Linked DNA regions of Mus musculus: region 2 is linked to region 1. A link is a contact called in public Micro-C data. All regions are on one chromosome and are shown on one strand. Each heading gives the region's core, a stretch centred on a gene start, on an enhancer-like site or on the middle of the called end of the contact. The rest is flanking DNA. Distances are from core to core; before and after follow the strand shown. Region 1 holds the start of Prrx1 (paired related homeobox 1). Region 2 holds the start of Lmx1a (LIM homeobox transcription factor 1 alpha).

Evidence for each region. A called contact is a pair of places that touch in the nucleus more often than the background predicts.
Region 2: a Micro-C map of embryonic stem cells shows a contact between it and region 1, with 14 times the contacts expected there. The contact joins the promoter of Lmx1a here to the promoter of Prrx1 in region 1. A contact is called at or near these places in 3 of 484 Hi-C or Micro-C datasets (embryonic stem cells and epiblasts).

The regions. Positions count from the first base shown.
Region 1 is chr1:163,309,504-163,315,901 of GRCm38.p6, reverse strand. It overlaps Prrx1 (paired related homeobox 1), which reads left to right and starts at 2,252. Exons shown (of 4, transcript NM_011127.2): 1 at 2,252-3,507. The coding sequence starts at 3,267.
Region 2 is chr1:167,687,493-167,694,346 of GRCm38.p6, reverse strand. It overlaps Lmx1a (LIM homeobox transcription factor 1 alpha), which reads right to left and starts at 4,789. Exons shown (of 8, transcript NM_033652.5): 1 at 4,497-4,789; 2 at 2,180-2,366. The coding sequence starts at 4,572.

The DNA.
Region 1 (6,398 bases), core at 1,003-3,502:
TTGCCTCTGACCTTTAGGAAAATACCAGACATTTGCATTTTCTATATATGCTAGATGCTATATTTGTTATTATCTAAACAAATTTGCTACACAGATGTTAGAAATGTATCTAAATGTTCCCATAGAAACCATTAATACCCAGGTTGATACTGTAGCAATTGGTTGATAGGAACATGGGTAACCAGCTGCGGTTTTTCAAAATGTGCCTGCTTCCTGGAGAAAAGGCGGAATGCAAGGAAAGGCACTTAATGATATTTCTGGGGATGGTCTCTGATCTCTTTTCCTTGACAGTCTTCTGGAGTATCAACCATACTGGCTGCAAACAGAAACAAGGATACTTCTTGGAGGCAATATCTAGGGTGCTAGAAGTCCTGATCTTTTACTCAGGATTTGGTCACAAATGGCAATCCTCACGTCTGAAAGAAAAAGGAATCCATCTGTGTAAGTAAAGATGGAGCGCATGAGCCTCCAGTCTGAGAAGATATGGGAGAGACTGATGCTGTCTGGCCTTAGGAAGAGAGAAAGGGTGTCTCCTTTCCCCTAAGGGAGCAGAGAGTTCCAGAGACACCGGTGGAAATATGCCACTTTAACCTGACCATCGAGTCGCTTCCACTCCAGGCACTTTAGGCTCTAGGAGTCTCACCGTTGGCATCTCCGAAAGCACCTCAGGATACTCAAGTCCCCACTCTGTCTGGCCCACCCACGGGCAAGTCCCCAGCGCAAGAACCAGCTCTTCTGGCTTAGATGCCCTCCGGCAGACAAACCTTCGCGGCTCAGAGCCTGAGCTGCCGAGCAGGGGCGACCAGAGCACTTTGGCGGGGCTGGGGGCTGCCGGTCGGGGGCACGGCACGAGTGGCTGGAGCGAGGCGAGGGGTGGAAAAAGGAGGGGGCGGCGGGTGGACTAATGATGAAAAAGTCTCCTCCATCCTGGCTCCTTAATTAAATGCATGGAAAGAACCGAGGCGCGCACATCTGGTTTCAATCTACAGCCCTTTGATGGCATCAAATGTTCTTTTCCCAGATCAGGGCTGGAAGTTCTGGGCTAACTATGGCCGTTTGGAGCACAGAAACCATTTATACACACTGGGACCCTTCCTTCTTTTCAATTCAATCTCATAGCTACAGGAGAAGGGGAAATCTAGCAATCAGGGGAGCGAGGGGAAACGTATGTATGTGTGTGTTTAAAGAACATAAAACGCCACAAATAAGCACATACTATTTTACTTACTGGCCATATAGTAACTCATTCCTAATGAGACTATTAAAGCTGTTACCAGATTCCAACAGGTCATGAAAACACCGTCCAGCACCGCTCTGCCCTCTGTCAAGCCTGGTCATAGACTTCGACCTTCCTCAGTCTCTGTGTTTGCCAGGGCCTCACCGAACTGGATACAGATTAGCACAGAGCCCACCCCACCCCCAGCTCCTCCTGCTCCCCCCAACTTCTTCAGCCCCAGTGTTCCTGTCTGCTCTGATCTGGGGCAGCCTCGGCTACGAGCAAGAAATTAGAACATTGGCAAAGGTAGGGGAATTATCAGGACGGACTTTCTTCTGGTTTAATGAATATGTAAATTTTCTACTGTCTGAAGCCTGGGGATTTCTGGTGGCAGCGAAAGTCTCGAATCCATTCGAAGCTGAAGACTTCTGGATCTGCCCAAGCCGTCTTTAGATCGTAGAGAGCCTCCCGTTATTATCGCTCTTGTTATTTTATTACATTATTTAATAGGCTGTCTCTACAGAGCCAAACGAGCTTTAATAGGCTTGCTCTTTTTTGCCGTTCAGTCTCAGACTCTCCCTGCGCTCTCCGCCAAAACAAAGCTGCAGGAAAAGTTACTGGGGGGCGGTGCAGCCGCAGATTTGACTGTTATAGATGTGCATCTTTTCCCTGTTCCTTTTTCTTTTTTCTTTTCCTAACAAGTTTGCCCTCAGCTGTTATCAAAACATGCAAATGAGATATTCCAAGAGGATCTCAAACAAATCCGGAGGAGTTAATGCTGAAACAAAATAATCAGCCCCGTTTTAAAGTGACTGCGGGTTTCGGGCACTTTTCTCTCTGTGATACTACTGCAAGGGAATGATAATTAGACCTTTATTTTAAAAATCCAAAGGGGCTCTCTCCTTAGCTTCCCTCCCTTTTCCCTCCCTCCCTCCTTCCTCCCTCCCTCCTCCTCTCTTGCTCCCTCCCTCTCCCTTTCTCTCTGGCTCTGATGTTGGCAAAGGGGTTTTCTTAATCAGACTGTTTTTTCGGTCCGAGGAAAAGGAGGTAGGAGATTGTGATGGAGAAAGGGGGTCTGTAAAACGTCAGGCGCCGCACAAAGGCTTTGCCACGTAATTACAGGCTCCTATTAAGTGGAGATCTGCCCTCCCAGGGGTCTCCAATTTTCTTGTATTCCCTACAAAGCCTCCTCTCCATGCCAGCCTGTGCCTTTTGAAGTGCCAGAGAGCTTCTTGATCCAACTGAGAAGGGAAAAGGAGCTCCGCACGGAGAAGGGGGAGAGAGCGGAGGGAAGGGGGACCGCCACCCTTCTGCAGACTCTTGAAGCCCCGCTTCTTTATTTCTTATTTTTTTTTCCTCCTTACGAAGAGTAAAGTGAGAATCCTGCTCTCTAATACATCTGCAAGACATCACTCTCCTGAAATTCTAGTCACTCCCGAGAATCCACAGGAGTGCAGAGAGGGGGAACGCGCTTTCTTGAAGACATTTTAAAGCTGGAACAAGCCTTCTTCTGTTGGCGCTTGAACTCTTGCCGGGGGAATAACTTTTTTTAACCTCTTTCTCTAATTTTTTTAAAGCCACTTTGATTCTTCTCTCCACCCCTTCTTCTCTCTTCTGTTTGCCTAACTCCCCCGCCCCGCTGGCCTCCCCTTTCCTCGCTCCCCCTTATTATTATTTTTAGTGTCTGCGAGTGGACGCTTTTTAAGAGTTGAAAGGGATATTTTTTTTCTTTTTGATCTAAGCATAGGTTGTTTGTTTTGTTTTTATTTTTGAACTTTTTGGTGTGGATTATCTCTCTGGACCGCGCTGGACTTGGCTTTAGCGAAGTAACCGAGGCTGCAGGGAAAGTTACTTGTCCCGAAAGTTCTACACTTCAGAAGGGGTCCCACCCTCTGTTTCTCTCTCTCTCTCTCTCTCTCTCTCTCTCTCTCTCTCTCTCTCCACTCCCCCCTCTTTCTTCCCCACTCGGCTCCTCTCCCCCCTCACGCCCACAGCGTTTGGTGTTGATTCGAGCGGGAAGAGGGGGGTGGGTGGGATTGGAGGGGAGACCATGACCTCCAGCTACGGGCACGTTCTGGAGCGGCAACCGGCGCTGGGCGGCCGCTTGGACAGCCCGGGCAACCTCGACACCCTGCAGGCGAAAAAGAACTTCTCCGTCAGTCACCTGCTAGACCTGGAGGAGGCCGGGGACATGGTGGCGGCACAAGCAGACGAAAGTGTGGGCGAGGCGGGCCGGAGCCTGCTGGAGTCACCGGGACTGACCAGTGGCAGCGACACCCCTCAGCAGGACAGTGAGTGAGGGCGCGTGCTCCGGGGAGTGTGCGCTGGGGACACAGGGTGGAGGCCCGGGGAGGGCGGCGGGAGCGTGTTCCAGGCTTCGGTTTCGGGGAGACAAGGCGTTAAGAAGTTAGGAGTCCTGGGAAAAGTGGCTGGTTGCTGATCGCAGAAAGACCGATGAGAAAAAGAGGGCTCCCCCAATGCTGTAAGCCAAGCGGGCGCTGGAGAGAGACCCGGAGGCCCAGGGACGCTGGGAGGCCAGGGGATCCCATGCAGGGATTCTGCGGCCACCACTGTCTCCAGCCGCCAGGGCTGCATCTCCAGTTCGGGCGGAGCGGCGGTCAGAAATCCCGCAGGCAGGCGGGGCGTCCACGCCAGGGTAGGAGCGGTCCGGTCCGGCCAGAGCGCAGGCTACACAGCCACCTCGGTTAGAGAAAACAGGGAACAAAGATGCAGGGCAGGCTTGGGAGCGCGTCTTCCCTGGGGTTGAAGGGAAAGCACTGTGCTCAGAGGAACCTGGAAGACAGGACTAAGGTCGCATACCCTCTGTGCATATGACCCAAGCCTGGAAAAGACTAAGGGCAGCGCGGGAACACACAATTCTTGTCGCCCAGGCTTGCTCTCTGACCTCTGCTGTCATCTCTACCTTGTTTAAGATAGAGCTAAAAACCCACCTATTAAGTTAAACCTTGATGAAGCTAGGAGAATTTTCGTTAGAAGCAAAATCCAGAGACTGCCTGGCTTGGTCTAACACCATATTTGCATAGGGGAATCGCGGGTTGCAGGCCCAAGTTCCTGTGCAGCACGGCCTGTTGGCCCCTAGACCTCCAGAAAAGTCTATGAACAAGCTGCCTTCCCCAGCCTTAGTCACATCTCAGTTATTAACTTCACCTTTACAAAAAGACTGACTGCAAGTGTATATCGTGGTCTCTTAGTATATAACACACTTGTCACCTGGGCTCATTCTCTAGTCAGATGTACAGAGAAGTTGCAAAAGTCTGGACCCGGCAGAACATTCTAAAATGACCTCTTTCCTTATCATTATGTGCTGATCGCTCCTTTAGAGCTCCGAAGGCCCTCTGCCATTCTGCGATTCTCTCAAGGCACTGTCCCTCTTAGATTACCAAATAATTTTTAAGGCACTCAAAACAAACTGGCATCAGAGCCAGCTGGAAAGGGTTCCTGGGCACAGTGGGGGGAACCAAGCTCACAGAAGCCACAGGAGAGCCCTATGTGATCAGGGCAGTGGCTCCTAGTTCTGCAGTCTGCTAGGATTGAAGTAGTTCAGATGGCAGTATCTTGGGGACAGTCAACGCTGGATTGGGCTCACTGAGCACCACATGAGCTGGATAAAGAGATATGAACTAGCCATTTGAATTATATATATATATACCAGTCTAAACCACACCCAGGAAGAATCAGTGTCCCCAAAGCCTGGGTAAGGGCTAGGTTCCGAGCTATAGTTATTCTGTGTAGAGTTTGAGGGAGGCTGATCCTGGTATACATGCCAGCATCACACGGATACAGTATCTGAAGCTCTAATAAAATGGACTACAAAATACTATGAGTATTTTCACTGGGGCAAAATATAAAACAATATCTAGGAAGATAGTACCTGGAACTCTGTGATTCTATCAAGACAGTTTCTACACGGCTCATTGTTGATCTCAAAAGTTATCACTATTTGAAGAGCTAATGTTAGAACTTTATACTACCACCACCACCACAACCCATAAACGATGCCAAGAGAAAACAAGTATTGCAGAAACTGCTGTGTTGAAGACCAGGGTGGTCAGAAAAGAGAGGGTAATACTGCTCTTTGCTCCACAAAAGGCTGGTACATAGGAAAAGCAGGACCAAGACTGGCCTCAGCAAGCCAGAACCCCAGGGTGGCAGTCGACTTTAGAAACCGTGCTGGGCTAGAAAGGGACAGAACCCCTGTACTGTTTTTATTGGTTCATCTGGATTTTGTTTTGTTTGTTCTTTAAGGAAAGGCTAGAAGGGAGCTCCGGGATGGTCATGGTCTTCCACTGAGTATAGAAAAAGCCAGGTAAAGGAAGCCACTGAGGAGCTGATTTGGAGCGGCTGTACGGAAGCTGGTTGACACTAGAATCACCAAGGTCACAGCACATATATAAATCCCCTGACCGATTTTAAGGTTTCCAGAAAGGGGGGTCAGAGGACCTATTGTCCCCCAGAAAAGGGGACAAGATCTCATGAATCTGCAGCGAACTCTGCACCAGCTCATATTTGTAGTGACTAGAGAGGCCAATGGAGAGAGGACCCAGGGAGGTAATCAGGCTTGCCTAGGTAAAGGATACACCAAACAGGACAGTCACCAGTCAACTTAAAATGCTGGATGAGGTGAGGAGTATCAGTGAGCAGCACTTAGAATTTAGAAAGAAGTCAGGGAGACATACACACACCCACACGGGGCTGACTGTCTTTGCCTTTCTGGGGGAGATGGGCTTCGGGTTTATACTAAGAAGCTATTGCTTTTGGAAGCGGATTTTTTCTTAACCTTCCCCTTCTCCACAGGGGGTGATAGATAACAGGAGACTCTTATCTCAAATCAAGCAGCTCCCTAGATAGATACCCTTCCTTACTCTTGAGCACCAGGTAGAACGCAGAGGCAGTTGGGACCTGTGACAGGTTGTCACCCTCTGTTTCCCAGCCTGTAGCAGACATCAGAGCTCAGATTAGAGACAGGGAAGAGGGGAGTCTGCAAAAGAGGAGAGCTGCTGTGGGAGATTTGGCTGTAAGGGATTTAGGGGTCACAGTAGGGGTCACAGGGGATGGAGAAGTTCACAGCCAGTCAGGTGCTCAGAGTGAGAAAAGAAAATACCTTTCAAAGAGATGGGAAACAATGAACAGCTGCCTTAGTCTTCCAGCTATATGGAAAGTT
Region 2 (6,854 bases), core at 3,540-6,039, 4.4 Mb before region 1:
CTTGCTCTGAAACTGTGCTCAGAGCTGAGCAGTCCAAGCAAGCTGATCTTGGATATCCATGTGCCCGTAAATATTTTTAAATTAAAATTAAAAAAAAAACCCTTTCAGCATCACACTAACAGGTCTTTGAACAATGTAGCTCACACCCTCTATAAAATCTTGATTTTGACCAACAGCTGGCAAGTTGATCCCTGCAATTTTCTCTTCGCAGAAATAGCTTTGTGAGGGGAGAACTGACCCTCTCGGCTAATAAGCCCAAACCTGGAGGGCTGCAATGGAAGGGATACTGTTCTGTTAAGCACTCTAAGGCAACTGTTTCTTCTCCTCTTGACACAGCCTGACTTCCTTAAAGAAGATTTGACTGGCCAGACAGCTGTGTTGACCCTTGAGCCTTCTTTGATTCCTGATTTTCTTTTTTTAACAAACAGAATAGAAAAATCACAAGCCAAATCCTTCCCTAAGCTCCAATACGTTTGAATTTGCCAGTGTTGTGCCTGAAGGATGTGGACCTTTCTCTAATCTATAAGCAGAAAGATAAAGATTGGGCTCACACAATACCAAAACCGGCCATGAAAAGCAGGGGGGGGGGGGAAGCGAGCAGTCACCAGGCTTTGTCTACTTGACGTTGTATAGACCAAATCCGCTTAATTACCTAAAAATCACAGTTTTTACCCGGACTCGGGGGCTACAAGCAGACAAGCCAGCACAGACAGCAGTATTTTTTTTTTCTTTCAAAATTGTTTACCATAAAGATCAGGGGGAGTTTTGCTTCTTTGCTGATTTCTGTATTGTACAACTCACATAAATGCAAGCATGTTTTATTTTGATTTGTTTTTGCTTTTGTTGTTTTTTTGTTTTTGATTTTGTTAGTTTTGGGGGGTTTTGGTTTTTTTAGGTTCTGAAAAAAATGTAAAGCACTTCTGAGACAACAGGAAGACCTGGTGGTCTCTCCACACGGAGGTAAAAGTCAGGCATTTTATGTCGGAGCAGGAGGACTGAGTAGCAGAGAGGGTGGTGGTGGCTGCTGCGTCTAACTTGGTCCATTTTTTTTTCCTCTGTTCTTCCTTTCCCCTGTGTTTTTTGTTTTGATAGCCAACCCTCCTTTGCACTTCTTTTCACTGTGCGTCGTCGTCACAGGCACAGGCACAGGCACACGCTGACCTTCCTCAGCCTCTCTCCACATAGTGGAGTGAAAGGGGCTGCATTTCCTCCGTGTACACACACACACACACACACACACACACACACACACACACACACGCATGCATGCACACACAATCAACATATGCCAGCCCTTGCGCACAAAAACAGAAGAGCTCTGAGCCATTTTTCTTTCTGGCTAGCCCTCCACAATCCTAGGAATCCAATGTCCCTATGAATTGGCCAGTGTTGAAATGCAAGACAGCTTCCTCTCCTTACTTCCGCAGGGCTCCTCCTGGCCAGTCTTCTGACAATAAGGGCATCCTACCACACACACCACAATCCCAAGGGTATTTCAGAAATCCAGATTGGGAAAAGAACCGCTCGCTCTCTTCATTACCTGCCTCCCAGTTCTGCATGCTGATATGAGCATCGAACATGCGTCCTGTCAGATAACTTCCCTAGTCTAGAACAGGGTGGAGACGCTCTGCAGAACAGTTTCCCTCTAGCCTACGAACTCCTGAAAACCCGAAGAGGGGGTTACTGGAAACGCCAAACAAGGGTGCAGGGCAAAAAAGGTCATTTCCAAACCTGATTTGATCAAGCCCAGGAGAAAAAAAAAATGTGCCCACGGGACAGAAACCACCCGATCCTTACTGATGGGCACAAACTCCAGAGCCATGCAAACCCTTGAGAAAGATGAAATGGAAAAAAAGGGTCGCTAGTCGCTAGCTCCCCGCTCCCCGGCAAAGTGATCTCTGTGAATGCCCTGGCCCGGGTTGATGAACTTGGAATGATTTGAAAATATGTTCGCGGCAAAACAAAAACAAAACCAAAAACCCCGCATTGCGGCTCTCCCGGGCCCCAAGTTGTGCATACGGATGGACTTCCCGCAACCCGGGGAGTGTACCGAACGCGGATGCGCGAGATTTACTGGCCTTTCCTGCGAGTGCCTCCTCGAAGAGGGTGCAGGAGGACACGGTCCCCAGCGCACACCCGTGGAGGTGAGTGGGCGCGCTCCGGCGAAGCAGGCACTTACTTCTCGTAGTGGTACTTGCAGTAGAGCTTCTTGTCCCGGTAGAAGCAGGTGGTCTCCAGGGGCTCTTTGCAGGAGGCACACTGCACGCATTGCTCGTGCCAGAAGCTGTCGTTGAGCCGCAGCAGAAACCTGTCCGAGATGACCCGCTGACAGCCCTCGCAGACAGACTTGGGGCTCACCGCTCTGCCTACAACAGCAACAGATGTTGCCGGTGAGCCACACCGGCAAGCTAACCCCAGCCAAACCTGCTCTCGATAGGATTAGACCCACCCTGGGCCTTGCACCCTCAGGAAGCTCCTCTGATGATCAGATATTCCGAAAAATCAAACCAAGTGACGATGACGTTACTAATACATAAAGACTAAGTAGCAAGGTATAAATTTTAGCGAGGGAGGGGGCTGAAGTCAATAAATGGTCTTAGTTATTAGACAGATCCAGGTATATTGCGAGCTTTCACTACGCCTTTAAATTAGATTACATATAAATTTGTGCTCCCAGGACTCTCAAGTCGTCATTAATCATTAAATCACTGTATTTGTGTCCTTTGACTACTTTTAAATGATCGATAATAATTTGCTTGCAACTGAGTTCTATTTTTTTAAGGAAAATTATCATTTTCTGTTTTCTTCATAAAAGGCGGCCTGCGGGGGCAGAAAAATACCATCTCTCCCTACGTGAGCTCAGTACTGTGCAAACTAGTGAATCTCTCCTATGTCTTGTTTGGCGTGAAAATTGCAGGTGGCTTTTCATAATTAGGAAACGTCAAGATGGGGAAAAATAATAGCTGAGCGCAGAGACCCTGAGAAGGGTGCTGGCCAGAGAATTCTAGATCTTCTGCGCTCAGAAGCGCTGATTGGAGCAACAAACCTCTTAGCTCAGTCAGAGAATCTTCTCTGCCCTACCCTTTGACCTTTTTGACTTTTTCCCTTCGGGTCTTGTTCCAGCCCCCCCCCTTGCCCCCAACAAGCAAGGGAGAAATACTTGGCCGCCTTTGTTGACAATTTTCACAACCGTTTAAAGAAGCCCTTGTCCCACAAGAACACTCTTGTCTGTGATGTCCCAAAGGGACGATCCTTCTCCATACCACTACACTAATCTCACTTTCTGCTTTGTAAGCTGGACAGGTCGTTTTGTGTGGTGGGAAGCCAGCAAGAAGGCCTGGGGAGAAAGTGGTCGTTCTCAATTGTAAATTTCTGTTGTCTTGGTCTCAGCACCCCATCCTATGGTTGGGACAAACCATAGGATGGGTCGCGGGTCTCATGGTGCAGAGAACCAAACCCAGTGTGCCTGAGTCCGCACACAGGCTCTAGCCTGCGTCTTCCTTCTTGCTCTGGGGAGAAAATCCTGACAATTTCGAAAGGGAGGTTGAAAGAAGAGGGCATGGGTTTTGTAATTTCGTTTCCTCTGAACTGTTGGGGTGGAGTGGGCGATTTCTCTCTGGACATGGTTTCTATAATCGAAATTTTTTCAGCCCCACTCTATTGGTTCTAAAGTTAGAGAAAGAGGCAAGAGGTTTAAATAAAAGAAAAATCTCTCCTTCAGAAAGAAGCGGGAAGAAACACAGGAAGAAAGAAAATTTAAAAACAAAACAAAACAAAACATTTTTTTCTCCAAACTTGAAAATTCCAAAGGGAGAGTTGAAGAGACACTGGCAAAACAAGCCTGAACTCTGAAAGACCCATGGGTATGACTCTTTGGATCTCTCTATTCTCTGCTCCTTCGAAGTGGCTGGGTTGGGGGTAGAGGGATACCAAGCTTGCGGAACAGGGGTCCGGCTTCAGTTAATTAAAGACCAGGCAAGGGCCCCGCCGTGCAAGCTAATCCCAGCGCAGCGCTGCCCACCAGCCCGGAAAAGCCTCTCGGCCATGCCCAATACTAAAATTGGGGCTGCAGTTGGTGGGGGAAGAGAAGAACCTGGGCGCTCTGGGCCTCGGATCTCTCATGCTAGGACACAGGCCTCTGAGAAACCGGTGGCATTTATGAGCCGTCGATCAGCTCCGTGATTAAAAATCCAGCCCTGGGTATTATTAATCACTTGCCACTCAAATGCCTTGTGAACATGCTCGCCCGCCCCTCAAGGCTTTGGGGAATTCGATGTTGAACTCGTGAAGCCTGGGGAGGCTTGATGGTTGTATTTAGGTAGGGACGACTCAAAAGGACTGATGGACACGGAAAGACAGAGATTGTGGGCACCTCTGTGTGCGCGCGAAGAGGGTGCTAGTCTGGTCGCTTAACCCAGTATCAGAGACCTGACGTACTGAGCTCCCGGCCCCGGCAGAAGGAGGATGCTCTAGGGAGCATGCGGTTGAACACTTACCCAGCAAAGAGGAGAAAGATGCCGAGGTCTCAATCGCACTTTGAAAGTTCTCCTCCATCTTCAGGCCGTCCAACATGTTCGGGGTGAGCCAGGAGGACCTGTAGAGCGGAGGAACGGTTGAGTCTAGCTTCCCGTGCCTGTTGGGACTCCGCACCCTCAGTTGCCACTCTCCTGGGACAGGACAGAAGCAGTGTCCAGGGCGACAAGAATGAGCCTAGAGGGTAGAGTCCAGACAAGGGAAATGTAAGGTGGGAGGAGAGAGAAGAGCCACCGTGAACTGCTCGGACGGCTCTGATTTCACTTGAAGTCAACGCGTTATGTGCTAAGGCCTCCGCCCCCTAACTGCGTTCTCCTAACCCCCACCCCCACCCCTGTCCCCAGGTTTCCCATTCCAAGACCGACTCCGCCCCATCCTATACTAATGTGGCCCCTAGGGATCCCACCACTAGAACTATGGTACTCTGTGTGATGGGGTGGGGGTACGCCTGCTCTCAGAGCCAGGGCCAAGCCGGGACCAACCAGGTCCGATATCCCAGTGGCACCACCACTCACTTTCGACCCTCACCTGTCTTAGAGAGAGGCAGAGTAAGGGACTCGGAGACTGTCCCGCCTGCTTCCGTACTCCTGGCGCAGCGCTCTGCTTGGGGGGTGGGGGGGGGGCGCTCGGGAGTAGGCGTGCGGGGCGCGCGGGGAGGTCCTCCCGCCGGTCGGCCAGTGCCGGGAACGTCTGCAGGAGCAAAGGAGTCGCCTTGGGGAGGAGCCGCGACTGGCCCGGTTCACTCTTGGATGCATTTCAAATCAACTTTCAGAAACACGCCCGCCCGAGCCGGAGCCTAAGGATCCCCGCAGCCTTCCTTACCTGATGGGCGAGCTCGCGCCCAGCGTCCGGAGCAGCGCGAAGTGGCCGGGAGACGCCGGGCAGCTTTGGCGGAGGGAGGAGGCGTCCCCTAGGCTGCAGCCAGAGCAGCCGCCCGGACTCCGGCGCACCCGGGAGAGAGCAGGAGCGAACGCCGGCCCCCGATTCCGCTCCTCGGCGCGCCGGAGTGGGGCCGGGCCGTGGCCTCAAGCCGCCGATCCTCCTCGGGACGTCCCGCCAACACGCGCCGCTCTGCAGCCGGGAAGGGGAAACCAGGCGGCTGCTCCAAGATCGGCGGTGGAACCGGAGGCCCAGGGTCCTGGGTGCAAAGTCCGCCCTGCCTTCTTCGAGGCGGCTCGGGCGGTTTCTGACAGTGGCCGCTGGCTGCGTGCGCGGCCCGGGAAGGGGGTGGGGTGCGCAGGGCGGGGGCCTGGGAGCGCGTCCCGTGGCGGGGCCCGCGGTGCTCTGTTTCCCCGGCTTGGCTGCTCGACCCACCGCGAGGCTACAGCCTGATGCTCCAGTCTGCTGCCCGGACCTCCCGGACGCGCCAAACTTTTCCTTCTCTCCACGTGGAACGGTTGCCCCGGGGGAGCTACACCCCAGACTCGGCAGAGATCCGTGCCACCTAGACTTCACGCGGGCGGGATGGGGATCCGGTTGCTCTCGGATCTGCACCGTAAGTGATGACTAACCTCAGACACCTGGAGGTCGCGGGGATCGCCTAGAGCCCCCAACCCCAATCCTCTCTGCTTTGTGAACTCTGGCACCAGAAGCTCCAAGCTCTTCGGATTTTCATTCACCCACTTGCTCCTGCAACTTACAAATTTGTTTTGGCTTAAAACTCAACTCACCGTTTCTGGCTGAAACTACTTCACTGCTGGGAAATGCAATAATGGGACCCATGGCCAAACCTTGAATCAGGCTCCCTCTATCCTATCCTGCTGGCTGGATGCTAGACTAGAAGTCAGCCAAGGGGACTTTTCTTAGAAAAGAAGATCCTGGGGGCAGTTTTTAATTCCCTGTGATTCATAACATTCTGCAGCGACAGCCCTCCAGCCTCTCTAGAGGCAGGAACAGGGTCTTGCTCCTCTATTCCAAGAAAAGCCTGGGGCCAAGTGACTCAATAAACACATCATTGCGTTGGCTAACATTTTATCGACCATTAATTTTGTGCCAATCTTTATTCCGTAGCCAACTTATCTAATCTTTAAATTTTAAGGTGGGGAAAATTATAGTCTCAGTGTTCGGGTTGCCCTAAGGAAATGGGACACCTGTCCACGTGAAATTCTAGCCTGCTCTCCAGAACACCGTTGGGAGGTCCAATTCCATGGGCTTCTCTAGGGCACCCTCACTTCTACACTGCGAGGAACTCGGTGGCAGTAATCCAGCGCTATAGCATGGTCAGAAGACATACCATGTAAGCAAGTATTCCCTAGTGCCCTTCACCAAGGAAAAGATCTCTTCCTGAACTTATGTCCAACAAGCTCTTCTGTGCTTAGGGA